2 separate regions of the Mus musculus genome follow, and region 1 is linked to region 2. Evidence: chromatin contacts called from public Hi-C data. All regions are on one chromosome and are shown on one strand. The core of a region is the stretch at or near the end of the contact, and the rest is flanking DNA. Distances in the headings are between cores, read along the strand shown.

Region 1 (2,700 bases), core at 146-2,645, 180 kb after region 2:
AGAGCAAGTATTACTTTGCCACAACTATTTTTGTAATTGTTGTTGTATATTCTTAGTTTTGAAAAAAAAAATGGGAAACTTGCATTTATGGGCCAAGGCACTAGAATCTTAGGTCTGTGACTATTATATAATGTTAATGAGCTGAGAGTATCTAAGTACACACATCTTTCCACTCAGCCATTTGTGCACATGGCTGGGTCTAGAATGAAACTCTGGTGTGGACTGTGGGTGCCCTGTTGTGCACGCATACAGAATACCACCACTTATATGACTGTCATCTGCTAGCGTGCCGTATGGACCTGTAGGTAGAAATTTAGTGACAGCAGCAGGAACAGTGTGAGCTGAGCATGGGAGAAGGACTGAGACTTGGTGTTTCTACTATTTAAAATGAAAGAAATAACTCAAGATTTAAGCCACTGTTCACGTCATCAAAGGTATGATGTGCACTGTGTGGGAGAGCCACACAGTACTAACCATGTGACTGGCTGTGTTTACGGGACAGGTTCTGTGAAGAGGAGGAAACAGCAGGTAGCAGCCATGGGTTAAAACCGAGCTGTTCCCACTGGCTTGGGTCTTCAGTTGTTGCTTTCTTCTCCTTCCCCGTGTGTGTCAGTCATAAAACTCTTGGAAGGACAATGAACTGAAATTGTGTGCATATAAATACGTCACAGACTGAATTTAATTACTCTGGAAGTGAGACAGCGTCTATAGAGAGAGACAGTTTGTGAGCAAGTGAGTAGTACATAAATTCATTCAATTGGTTGTGCATTTAGTCATGAGCAGAGTGCCACTAACCCATGTGATCCCAACGCCACGCCTGCACAGCCTGCCATGCCGTCGTGGATCTTTAATGCCACCCTACTTCTTTTCAAAAAGCAATTTCTAATTTTTACCTCTATTGGAGACTATTAGAATGCATAGCTTGGTACATATTCTCTTGTTGACTAATGAAGCCACTTGGCTAGAGAAAAAATAGCAGTAAAATCATAGGATGTGGAGTAAACCCTAGTGGAGACTCCATCCTCTTCTTAGACCTTACTGTTGATAGGTGGGGCAATGCCAGACATGGCTGCCTCCCCAGTGGTTTGTTCAGAATAAATTGTTTTTGGTAAAAGATAAAGAGCATTTGCCTGCCTGCCTGCCTGCCTGCCTGCCTGCCTGCCTGCCTGCCTGCCTGCCTGGCTTTTCTTGGAACTTGTACAACTAGGATGAGATTTTAAAAGCCTAAAAGAAGGTTGGGGTTATTGCATTATAATCAATTAGGACCAGGAAACAGACTGAGGTGGGGTTGGTCCCTCCTGTGGAATGGGAGCTCTGCTGTGAATGACCCATGGAGTCTCTTACCAGATGGGCATGCTGGGTGCTTACAGATGGACAGACAGCACACACTGGCCCAGCCCCTTCTCAGCTTTGGCTGAGGACAAAGTCCTTTTCTATTTTGCAGTGATCAATCATAACTAACTACGTCACACTGTGATGAACAATTTGTTTATTTGCAGTCCAGAAACCATGATTGCAGTTCAGGAGCGTGATCAGCAATGAAGGAGACACTTGGGGGGGTTGAGGGGGGAGGCAAGGAGGGTAAGATGCTCTGTCTTAAATGTCTATTGTGGTATAAATTTGAACTGTGACATTGGTCAGCACCTAGCGAACCTTCAGCACTCAGAGTTGGTCTATTTTAGGTGGGCTTCCATGCTTGCTTGTTCTGCCTCTCTTCTGTCTTTGTCATTTGAAAAAAAAAAATGTAAGTTCGACTCTCAGAATCCAGTTCAGAACATTTCCTGTCAAGGGCATTTTTTTTTTTTTTCAGGATGTGAACTAAAAGTGAAAAATATCTCATGTCATTAGCCTGGAGCAGGGATTAAGTTGTAGAGGTGTGTGCCCCTTTTATCTTAATACAACAGGTTTTGTTTTATTTTATTTTATTTTTAATGTAAGAATGAAGCAGAGTTATCTCTGAAAACATTTGAGGTAGGAATGCAGAGTTAGCTGACTTTGTACTTTGTAAATATTGTATTTTAAAGTTACATGGCCTGTTTTGGCTTCATCTAAGAGTCAAATGATCGTACTGGAGATTCAGCTTCATTTTCTTATTAATTCACTCAGGATATGAGATAAATAATACTGACACGACACTGACTAATAATCCATGAAGGATGTTGTATTAGGCCCCCTCCCCCATACAGGAGAAGGAAGATTTACTATTGGTTGTTGGTGGAGGCTCCTGTTTATTAAACATGAGGACAACCTGCACAAGGTAGCGCGTGTTAGGAGAGCTGGCTTTCTTTGACTGGAAGAAGAAGGAACACACAGCAAAGACAGGCTGGCCTGGTTGTGGAGTGTGCTCCCAGCTGCTGCCATGGGAAGTACCGAGCTGTTGGAATTGAGTGCTTATTTAAACAACTGCTTCTAATACATAGCAAATTTATCTTTAAAAAGCCTTTATAAAATCAACAGCACCAGAATTCAGATGTTGGGGAAAATAAAGAGCAAGTGAAATGTGAAATTAATAGCGATGACTGACATAGAGCCATTCTCAGGCACAGGAAGCAGGAGAAATGCTTTTGTTTTTCTCTTTACAGCCAGAAGAGCTCCACTCCTCTCATAATTCTAAGTTCATTATTTTCATACTTGTAATAAATTGCCATCCTAATTAGTTGGTAAATAAAGTCTTGTTCAAATAAAACCCTCTTAATCTCC
Region 2 (2,700 bases), core at 127-2,626:
ACAAATAAACCATCTTTTGTCCCTTTACCTGATAGGGAAGCCTCTCTCTCAAGGTGGACCAGCTCCAGACCTTCTGGCCTGGCATCACTCTGGGTGCAGACTTCTACATGGGTGTGAGGCTAGGCCAACACAACAAGGAAGGGCCAGCACAGCCAACCTGGTCAGCAGCTGTGGGTGCCGTAAAACTAAGGAAAGGGAATGCTTTGTATTGGCCTTAAAAGCTCGAAATAACTGATGCTGTTCCAGAAGAGTGGTGCAAAATACATTCTCTCTCTCTCTCTCTCTCTCTCTCTCTCTCTCTCTGTGTGTGTGTGTGTGTGTGTGTGTGTGTGTCCCTCAGTGGTCATGAGAAGGCATAGATAGATACCTGCCACCAGCCCCCCACACAGACAGAAAGCTGTTCATTGGCCAACCTGGTAAATCGTATCCGTAAGGTTCATTTTCAAAAGTTACTAAACTGGCTGGAAAGATGGAAGCTAAGGAGACTGGGAATTACAAAATGAAAACAGATTTCTTTTGATCGTTAAGGCATTTTAAAGTCAATTATGCTGTGGCAGTCATAACAGCTACTTGTGCACACAGCAGGGTTGGGAAAGCACAAAAGACCCCTGCCACCTCTGCACCCACACTAGGGGCTATTCACGTCTGGGTAGGAGAAGGCAAGAGAAAGAATACTTAAGACTTTGAGTTGTTGGGGTTTTATTTGTTTTTGGTTTTTGTTTTTTGTTGTTTTTTTTTTTTGCATTGATTCTTAAAACTCTATTAACATAATCTTTACCCTTCAAAGGAAAATAGAGCCAAGCCCATTTATAGGGGAGAGGTGGAAGCAACTTTCATAGCAGGGGCAACAGAGAGGATTTCATTAGGTTCCAAGTTCACGGAAATGTCACCCGGCCCTTTCCACATTGATCACATCTGTTTTGTATTTTCTTATGTAGCCAGCCAAGAAGGACTTGTCTCCTAAGAGACACAAATCCCATTTTTATTAAGAAAAGTCTGTGCCCAGTGACCTGAAGGACAGTGACAGTCAGGGTGGTACACACAGCCTCTAAGCCCACCCTGAGCCTGGGTACCAGCAGCTTTTAGGCCATCCTTCTCCCCTCCCCAACCCCATTTCCCTGGGCTGCCTCCTTCCAAAAGGCAAGTAGAGCCTCAATAACTCTATAATAAGAAGGCTTATTATAAAACCTTAAATGAGGAGCTCTAGCAAGACCAGAGAGTTCATAATAGCCTGCTGTCTCTCAACCCTCGGTCTAATGCAGAAAGTAGTTTCTAAATATTCCAGTGGACTCGTTTCCCTATTTACAAACTGGGTCTCTTAGGTAAATCAATGTTGCCTAAGTTGACAGATACATAAGAACAGAACACCTAAAAATAACCCTAAGAATCCTGGCCCAACAGACAGTCAAGCAAACAAAGCCATTTCCACCGAGTCATCCCAGACCCTGCCTGCTTTGCTGGATCTACAACACCTCCTCACTGCAAATGAGCCCACCAAAAACTTCCTTGCTTTTTAACATATCCTGAAGAACTCAAAAAGGCGCTTACAAATTTAATTAAATTTTATGGTATGGGTTTTGTCCATATGTAACTTAACTAAGCAACAGTTAGCTTGGTCAAGAATCCTGTTTCTAAAAATGCAACCTCTGGGCTGATGAGTACTAAGCCTACATCGGAGGGCTACAAGTATTTAATAAGTAAAATATAAACAAAACTTCTGCATGACTTTAATGCAAGGTTGTTGTTATTCCTGTTGTTGTTGTTGTTGCTGCTGCTGCTGTTTGCATGAGCAGCCTCCAGATTAGCCCACTGCAGAGCTGCTTGCTACAAGTCTGGTTCATTTCATCACCCACAGAAGGCCTCCTCACTCCCTATACAGACTGACAACCACTTCCAAAATTTCTCTTTTGTTATGGCTGCTGACCAAAAAGCCTGCCCAGAAAACACAGGAAAGCAGGCAGCCGGAAACGGAGTAAGAATCTGTCCCTGCTTCCTTCTTTACAAAGCAGGTGGTAAATATTTTCAGTTTGCCAGCCATACAGTCTTTGGTGGAAAGCATCCATCTTTGCTACTAAAGAAACAGCCACGAGCAATGGGGAATGGATGTGTTCCAATAAAACTTTATTTAGAAAGAGAACTGTCAGCCTGCAGGCCATAGCTTACCAGTTCCTACACAAGAATTCATGGTTTGGTTTGGTTTGCTTTGCTTTGCTGTTTTGCTTTGTTATTGTTTTTGTTTTTGTTTTATCCATGGCCAACCTTAGGAAAAAAAATGTTCCCTGTGTTGTGTTCTCTCCCATATTCCTGATGCTCTCTCTCCACTTTTAATTTTCTCATTCATTCATTTATAGCTCGTCCCTTTAGATTGGAGTTTCACTGCCAGGCTGAGTCACAACTGCTAATTCTGTGCCCTTGAAATAGACAGGTTTTTCTTTTCTGAGGAACATCTTCATAGAAGGCATACCGAGTGCTATGTTGGGAAGGCCGAGAGGAACCCACAGGAAGGCAGTCGGAAGGAACCCTGTCTGACTGTGTAGGTTCAAACTTGAAAACCACCTCAGCTAACTATGCCACCTTGATTTGCAGTTCTCTGGTGAGCCAGTGGGAACCTAAGAGACACCACAGTTAAGAGTACAAATGCAGAGGAGAACAGTGTGAGCAGTTTACCACCATCTCACAGAACACACGACCATCCTGGTG

The links. A called contact is a pair of places that touch in the nucleus more often than the background predicts.
Region 1: a Hi-C map of liver shows a contact between it and region 2, with 3 times the contacts expected there. The contact joins two enhancer-like sites. A contact is called at or near these places in 3 of 484 Hi-C or Micro-C datasets (bone marrow-derived macrophages, embryonic fibroblasts and liver).

Annotation. Positions count from the first base shown.
Region 1 is chr19:58,553,751-58,556,450 of GRCm38.p6, forward strand. No RefSeq gene overlaps it. Among named protein-coding and RNA genes, the nearest start is that of Ccdc172, 43 kb to the left of the region's middle. Within about 2 kb of position 1,396, at least 3 of the 459 cell types and tissues checked have an H3K27ac peak or open chromatin away from gene starts, as enhancers often do. A contact at or near this core is called in liver, where this site is marked.
Region 2 is chr19:58,371,910-58,374,609 of GRCm38.p6, forward strand. The region is part of intron 5 of Gfra1 (glial cell line derived neurotrophic factor family receptor alpha 1); the gene reads right to left. Among named protein-coding and RNA genes, the nearest start is that of Gm10007, 77 kb to the left of the region's middle. RefSeq lists an enhancer at 13-1,153. Within about 2 kb of position 1,377, at least 6 of the 459 cell types and tissues checked have an H3K27ac peak or open chromatin away from gene starts, as enhancers often do. A contact at or near this core is called in liver, where this site is marked.